2 separate regions of the Zea mays genome follow, and region 2 is linked to region 1. Evidence: chromatin contacts called from public Hi-C data. All regions are on one chromosome and are shown on one strand. Each heading gives the region's core, a stretch centred on a gene start, on an enhancer-like site or on the middle of the called end of the contact. The rest is flanking DNA. Distances are from core to core; before and after follow the strand shown. Region 1 holds the start of LOC103654224. Region 2 holds the start of LOC100273638.

Evidence for each region. Hi-C and Micro-C count contacts between places; a contact is called where the count stands out from the background.
Region 2: a Hi-C map of tassel shows a contact between it and region 1, with 3 times the contacts expected there. The contact joins the promoter of LOC100273638 here to the promoter of LOC103654224 in region 1. A contact is called at or near these places in 5 of 25 Hi-C or Micro-C datasets (ear, endosperm, leaf and 1 more).

What each region holds. Positions count from the first base shown.
Region 1 is chr4:183,248,473-183,252,608 of Zm-B73-REFERENCE-NAM-5.0, forward strand. LOC103654224 reads right to left here and starts at 2,368. Exons shown (of 19, transcript XM_020552746.2): 1 at 757-2,368. The coding sequence starts at 2,098.
Region 2 is chr4:183,564,255-183,568,390 of Zm-B73-REFERENCE-NAM-5.0, forward strand. LOC100273638 reads left to right here and starts at 1,975. Exons shown (of 3, transcript NM_001148054.1): 1 at 1,975-2,672. The coding sequence starts at 2,254.

The DNA.
Region 1 (4,136 bases), core at 1,118-3,617:
CCTCTCCCTCCTTGTCGAGTGCGCCCTCTCCTTCCGCGACATGTGCAACCGCTTCTCCGCGCTGTGTGTCGCTGCACCGCACTGCCGCGCCGTCCAAGCTGCCCCTCTCCCTCCGTGCCTCTGTTTGCTAGTAGCCGGTGGCCAGCACCCAGCTGCCGACTCCTCTCATCCTCTCTATTTTGGTATTTAGCTTCATGTTATTGTCTGAAATTATGATATATTGCCTATTTTTCCTATGTTGTTTAAAACTACGTTTAAAAGTCAAAACTTCATACATGAGCGTTTCAACGTTTTGTCGTTTTAATAACCTTGCACCACATGCCCCTTGTGCAATATAAAAGAACAGTCGAGGAGATCCATTCAAAAGACAATATCCCTTGTGGAAGCTTGTAGTGCAGAGTGGTTATAGAGCAAACCTATTTTAGCAAGCATTTTGTGCCCTGGTCTGCTACCAATAGCAGAATGCCATGATTTGCACAATATAACAAGCCTAGTTTTGAAATTTTTCCATTTGCACACAGAAAACTAGATAGGATTGGTAGGTCAAATTTGAAGTCCTCATTAAAGAAAGACAGTTGATACACACAAAAAAGGGACAGTCTAATACAGCTGTAGAAACTGTACATTTCCTAAATAGCAGTAGAATACACTTTCCTAAATCATGATAGCATATAAACTGAAACATAAGAAGATATATGTCAGGTTTTCACAATTCTTTTTAGCAGAAGCTGAAAACATGGTGTGAACAATACATACCGTGACTACATCGGACACATGCGCCATGCTTAATCTTGCAGATACTGCACGTCAACTTCATCCGATTCTCTTGGACATTTTCAAGGCTAAATACAGGTTCCATTGACTCCATGTCCTCAACAAAAACCTCTGGTGCCCAGAGACTACAGAACAAGTGCACAAACTTTTGGTGGCCAACACCCGCATTTCGAGTAGGCTCCACTTTAACGGGTTTAAGAGCCCCTTTCTCCTTTGGGCATAAAGCACAAGGCATCGACGGGGTGCCGCCAGCATCTTCCTTCAATGACCACCCTGTAGACTCTAGATATGTACACCAAGCACACAACCATTGCCCATCAGGCACAGCATGCAAACCATAACACTTCTGGTGCACTGACACCTTGCAGTTGCTGCAGTTAACTATCCTATTGGACTCCATGGAACTTTCTCCAAGACAACAAACATCACAGCTTGAAGATGCCTCAGCCCCTACGCGTGGAAGCAGAACAAGCTGCTCTAACCCAGCATCGACACCCAGAAGCTTTCTCTTCTTGTTGGGCCGCTCTGAAGTGAGAACAAACCGGCCTGTTGCTCCTAGCAACCAATTAAGTGAAGTTCCTTCCTCCTTGGGACATTGTGCTAGCACAACGCCACTGCTGCTCCCAGCTTGATCCACTCCAAATGATCTCCCTCCCAACTGAACAGAAACTTCGTGTATGCCATGTTCCCCTCTGTGCATATTAAGCTCTTTGTCACTGACCATCTGTTGCACAACCACATCATGTATGTCATGTTCATCGCTTTGATCATTCCTCTCTTTCTGACTAGCCAGATGCACACTTTGCACTCCGCGCTCCCGGTTGCTGACCACTTCTTCGCCACCAACACCCAAATACGAGGTTGTTTCAGCCACAGCCACGTCATATGTCTCAGCTTGGTTTATTAATTCCTTGCCACTCCCCAGAAATGGTATTAGCATACATGAGTCGACATTGCTGTAGCCGAATGGGAGCTTTGGTCTTAACATTTCGATATCAGCCAGTGTTACAGGACGGAAATAAGCCTCAAACTGGTCCCACAAGCCAACCTTCGCAGGGGTGGCTACAGGTGACTGTGGTGGAGGCTCCGGAGCAGCATCGTCCGGAGGGGGAGGCAGAATCTTCTTGTGCTTCTTCCGGGCGTCCCCCGGCCCTGCCCAGCTGACGAGCCGCGCCGGCAGCGTGGGAACCCTGGGCGCCGCCTCGTCGCCCTCGAACGGCGTCCGCAGGGACACAGCCTTGGTGGCCTGCGCATACAGGTCGACACCGAACCCAGGGGCCTCCTCCTGGGGCAAGGCCTCAGCGCGGGCCATTTCCCCGTTCATTACGCCCTCAACAGGGAGGGGCACATCGCCGCCGGAGCCCCCCGCGGAGGCTGCGTCGCAGGGGGAGACCTCCGGCGATAAGGGACGGCGGAGAGACGGGCCGAGCTAGGGTTAGGGTTTCGTCTCGAGCCCGAGCTTGTGTTTCCCTTCCGAGCGTTCTCTTTCCTGGCGAATTTTTCCCGGCCCGAGTTTTTCGCGTGGGTGTGGGTGTCGGTCTCTCGGATAGTCGGATGCAGTGGGCGGAGCGTGGGTGTGGGTCTCGGTCGGTCTGTCGGATGGAAGCAGCTACTCTGCGTTAACTTCCGACCACTGCCGTGTGGGGCCAGGCGCTAATCGGACCCGCACGTCAGTAACTGGCCAGTAGAAGATCCGGCTGCCTCTCGGATGCAGTGGGCGGAGGGACGGTGTATGCACTCAAACCATATTTGTTTCTATATTTTTATTCGGTTTCGAATTTGAATACGGATAGATTTGTATAAGAATACGAATGTTTTCGAATTCAAACAAATTCAAATATGGATAGTCGTGTCTCGAATACGGAACTAGTCGAACATGGATATTGTCGATAACAGAAATTTTGTCGGATACTGTGTAAGATCATTTCACACATATCATGGTTGTAATCATGTATCCACTTCTTGAGTCCAAACATTTTTTAGCACTAGGTGAGTGCCCGTGCGTTGCAACGGAACCGTATAATAACATGAAAACTTATGTACATATGTGTTATATTGTTATAGATATGTGTCTGTGCGTTGCGACAGAAGTAAAAGATTTGTATGAAACATTGATACGGAACGACAAGCATCACTATAATATGCAAAATATGTGTGAAAAACATTAACAATATCACACAAATTATTTCTAAAAAGTTAATTTAGAATTTTTAATTACAGACAAATGTGTCGACAACTGTACACTAATCAGCTACTTTTTTAGCGATATCGATAAATCTCTGTTGTATGTTTGCAGGGATGGCATATTGTAACGCCCTGAATTTAGGGGTAGAATTTTTTTTCTTCTTTTCCCTCACCAAATTCAGGCGTTACCCTTTCCTTTTCCCTTTTCCCCTCGCTAAACTTTGATCTTTTCCAAAGTATAGCAGGATTCGGCTTGAGGTCCCATGTAAAGCAAAACCCTAAAATATTTTATTTTGTGTGATGCACCATGCCGAACCATGCATACCTTTTGATTGTTTAAAAATGTGAATGCATTCATCTAGAGGAAAATAGATTTTAGAAAAAGAAAACCTTTTCCTTCTCCTCTTCCCCCTCCTTCCCCATTTTCGGCCCAACCGCCCCCCCCCCCCCTTCCCCCCGCGTGGGCCTCGCGGTGGCCCAGCCGCCCCTCCCCCTTTCCTTCCCACCGTGGGCCGCCTGGCGGCCCAGCCGCGCCCCCCCACCCCCAACCGGCCCAACCGCCCCCTCCCCTTTTCTTTTTTCCAAAAATCCCCTCCCCGCGGGCCCCGCTCGTCATCCCCCCTCTCTCTCTCTCTCACCCTAACCCTAGTCGTCGTCGCCCCCGTCCTGCCCCCACGCCGCCGCCGCGCCGGCCTCCCTCTCCGGTGAGGTTTCTCCCTCCCCCCTCCCTCCTCTCCTCCCCTCCCTCCTCCTTCCCTCCCGCCGGCGTCCCCCGCCCCCGCGCCATGGGCGCGCCCGCCTCGGCCCCGGCGAGCTCGGCCCCGGCCCCGGCCGCCCCGGCCTCGCCCGCGCCCGGTCGCCCTCGGCCGCCCCGCGCTCGGCCGCCCGCTCGGCCGCCCTCCCCGCGCCGCCCCCCGCCCGTCCCCGGCCCGGCCGCCCCCGGCTCGGCGAGCTCGGCCCCGGCCTCGACCACCCCCGGCTCGGCCGCCCCGCCTCGGCCACCCCCGGCCCCGGCGCGCCACGCTCCGGCGAGCCCGCCCCTCGCCGCGCCCCGGCTGCCCCGGCTCGGCCGCCCCCGCGCGAGCCCCGCTCGGCCCCTCGCGTCCGGCCGCCCCCGTCCGGCCCGCCTCCGGCGAGCCCCGCGCCGCCCCGGCTCGGCCGCTCCCCCCGCGCCCGGC
Region 2 (4,136 bases), core at 725-3,224, 320 kb after region 1:
GGCATAAATATTTGATTTCGAACTTGTATGTGTTGTTTATTCAGAATAGGTAAGGTTTTGTAAAAAAAAAAACTGTATAGATTTTTTTCCCCTGTATGTTAATTCGAGAGCTTCAAGCCACTCAGAGCATTGATGGGTTATTACCATCGTTTCCACAATCCATATGTATATATATGTACGACCAGTGGCTAGATGACCTGTTTCAGTTGTTTTCTTTGCAGCTTAGGAGTCAAAGAAGCTGTATGCATAGCTTTGGCACCTTCGATCATCTCTATAGCCTTTTTCTTCTATGAAACGGTAATACAGCTTCCTCTTTCCCGGAAGAAAGCGGACTCTGGCAGGAAAATACAGCACGGAAGTATAGGACTTGTGGGGGTATGAGTCCATGACATCACATCACTCTATAGGTCGCAGGCTAGCAGCACTGATTCTGTCGTTTCCGTGAAGACCTGGCCTCGGTTAGAAACTGAGTGCTAGTAGTGACCCGGAAACAGTGGGCAGTACGCTGACTATTTAGTTAGCGGGCCTCGTAAATGATCGTACAAATTATTATTTTTCACTTTATATTATATTATTTATAGACTAGAATTTAAAATAAAGGATAAGATAAGGAGTAGAATCGAGAGTCTTGCAGAGAACTTTGTATGCATCGTCACACCGTAGTAGACTAGTAGTACGTGCAGGAGCACCTCTGTCGAGTGTACATGGTCTGGTATCCGTATCCCTCGTGTAGTCGTGTTGTGTCGTGTCCCACGCTGCGGCGCCGGGGCCCGGGGGGCCACCTGAGTACCTGACAGCACGCCCCGGCCATCCGGTCAGGATCGATCTCGGTTGTCCGCTGCTGGCGGTTGGGCCCGCGCCGACGCCGGAAACCTGGGGCCGCCGCGGTACGGGGTTGCTGCGCGCCACGCACGCGGCGGCAGCCGGCAGGCAGGGCCCAGGATAGACGATGGCGCCGCGCCGGCCGTACCGCCGGTGCCCTGCTGTTTTATGGTCTCGAGTCTCGACTCTCGAGTGTGGCGTGATGCATCGTCCTGTCAGTGCTTACGTGCGGTACAGTATTTGTTAATCGCCCGAGGGTGATGATTGCACAGGGTACAACATGGGTGAACAGGGAGATCCTCCCGTGATTGCTCAAGGCCCGGCAGCAGCCAGCCGTGCTGTGCCCAACTGTCGATGGATTTTTTCTTCTTCTTGTTCCAGGCTCAAAGACTGCCCTGCACAGCACACCATCGAATGTGGTCTTCTTTTTCATGATTAGACAGGAAATCACACACCTCACATCTGACATGGGAGCCTGCCCGCCGGAGCTACTAGGTTCTCGAGTGGCAACAGCTTGATCAAACGGGCCGCAGCGCCACCCAGGGTCCTTGCGGCTGCATCCAAACCCAAGTCGTGCTCGCGGGCTGCGCGTCTCTGCCGTCAGCGGCAATAGATCCTAGGCTTTTCTGGGCCTGGGCCCAAAACGATTGGGCTGGCCAGGTTGGTATATAGATGGCTTCCTAAAGTTTTTAAGGCCTCCTTCGGCTTGCGGGGGTTTCTCTTCTTCCATTTTCTGCGTTTTTTCTGTGAAATCAACTTTTTAAAAATTTCTATAATACGTTCTCTGAAATTTCTGCCATACAAAGTAGACATAAATGATTTACGACAAAGGGGGGGTCTAGGCCTCGGGAAATATCACCCCACTTCTCTCCGTTCGCCGATGCACAGCGGTGACCATGCCAACGAAGTATAGGCATGTTGTCTGCCGTTTTTCTAAACTTTTCTACTTGAAGGCCATGTTCCAAATCTAAAACTACTAGTTAAAGGTTAAATTTAGCCGAAAGTTTAGAAGTTTAGAACGAATCTGCTAGTAGACCAGTTAATTGTTAGATATATTGCTTTAACGTAGCTAAAACCAACTAACAACTTAGTCTCGCTGCTCATTCCCGTGCTACTACACTGCTACCACAGAGTGACAGAGCCAGACCTATCCACTCCCTCATGCAGCATCGCGGCTAACTTCCCAGCCACTGCTTGCACCATCCCGATTCCCCCCCACCCGCCGCGCAACAAGGCGCAACCCAGACCCCGGCCCCTCCAGCTCGGAAAACCCCCCCGACGAGCCACCGCCACGCGACGCCCCCTCACTCACTCACTCCGCCGCCCGGCCCGCCGCGCGAGGCCGGTCCTGGAACACGGCGCGCCGCGCTCGTACCCATGCCGTAACGCCCGAACCCGCCAACCGAGCCGCAGCCGCCTCGCCGCGCACACATGCACTTCCCCTCGCCGCGCGCGCTCGCCATGGCCGCGCCGGCGGTCGCCCGCCCTCGCCTCGCCCCCGTGGCTCACCCCGCCTCGACCTCTTGCCTGCTGGCCCTCTGGGACCGGAGGCGCGGGCACGGCCGCGCGGTTGCGGCGGTGAGGGCGCGCGAGCAAGGCGCGGCGCCGCCCGACCCGGCGGCCTTCCTGCGCCGGCCGGAGGTAGCGACGGTGACGTCGACGGAGGAGGAGAGGGAGGCCGATGCGGGGTCCTCGTTTGATGGCCCCGGGGAGGACGAGGCGCCCGAGGAGGAAGGGGTCCGGGGGAGGAGGAAGGCGCCGGAGAGGGAGTGGGTGGATTGGGAGGACCTTATCCTCGAGGACACCGTGCCGCTCGTTGGCTTCGTACGGATGATCCTCCACTCCGGCAAGTACGCAACATTTCTCTCTTCCTGCCTCCTGTTTTGTTTGTTGGCACCAGAAATTCATCACGGACTTTGTCATCCATGCTAATAAATTTTAGAATAGCCTAATACCGTAGGTCATTGATGCTGTCGCAATTCATCGAACTTAATGCCTGCTAGGTAAACTTATCGTGCATGAGCCTGGAATGCTGACAATGCCCAGGAGGCACCATTGGATCAATTACATCTATATTTTTTTTCTTTTTGTATTCAACTCCATTGCTATAATGACCACAGTTGGTTTTATGCTGGACATAACACTATAAACAATGTAGAGAAAGCTATGTATTTATTGTTTTCTTTAAATCAAAGTATATTATTTATTTGTTTTTTTAAAAAAGATAAAATTGTGAATTATTCCTTCTGTCCCAAAAAGAATGGAAATCTCGGTTAACAAGGAGCCAAACAGTCCCATGTTTCACTAGGTTTATGATAGTATCAACATTTGTATCTTCATATAAGTTTATTGAAAATAGATTCCATAATTAATCTAGTAATACTTATTAGGCATAGCAAATATTAATAGTTTCTGTGTATATATTTGGTCAAATTTGGGATTGTTTGACTCCTCAAGAACCAAGATTTGTATTCTTTTTGGGGATGGAAGGAGTAGTTCAATTGGTTTTGCACAATTGGTTGCACAACATATTCCACCACAAGGCATGCAGTAGATTAATCTATCATGTATTACATATATACGAGTATAAATTATCATAGGTCGCAATTTGAGGGGAAGGTGTCATAACATGCTGCAGAAAAAAAACACAAAATCTACAACTCTTATAGGAGCGTTTGCATTTAATCCTACTCCCTGAGGCCTGAGCACTTAATATGTTCTGGTCTCGATTGGCTGCAGCGCTTGGCTCTGTGCCAGCAAAATTCTGAAACACTGATCTTTAAGTACCTGCTCTATTTTTTAGAGCAATAGTTCATTTTGAGAGGAACTTGCACTATTTTAACATGCATATTTGTTTAGATAGTTAATTCCAAAATGTGTTTCCTCCTTTCTTTTACAAAAGGCGAAAGGGTATCTAGCTGAGTTGGTTAGGTGGTCTGAGTAGCACTACTTAAGCTCCTGAGTTCGAATCCCAGTGGAAACGAATTTCAGACCAGTGTTTACAAGTCGTCCGACTAATCGCGATTAGTCGGTCTGGTCGCCTGGAAGAGGGCGATTAGGAGGACGACGCGATTAGGGTTTCTAGTCGTCCGACTAGTCGTCGACCTGGGCGATTAGTCGTCTGGTCGAACACTTCCTGGTCGTTTTTGGTCGTTGCAATTTTGGTACTGGGCTTCACTCTGGTTTTTGGCCCATCTACAGTAGCCCGTTCCTCCAAAAACCCTCCCAGCCGCCAGAAACCCGCCATAACCCTTCCCAGCCGCTAGAAACCCTACTCCTCTCCTCTGTCCTCTCTGGTTTCTGCCGACGTCTCT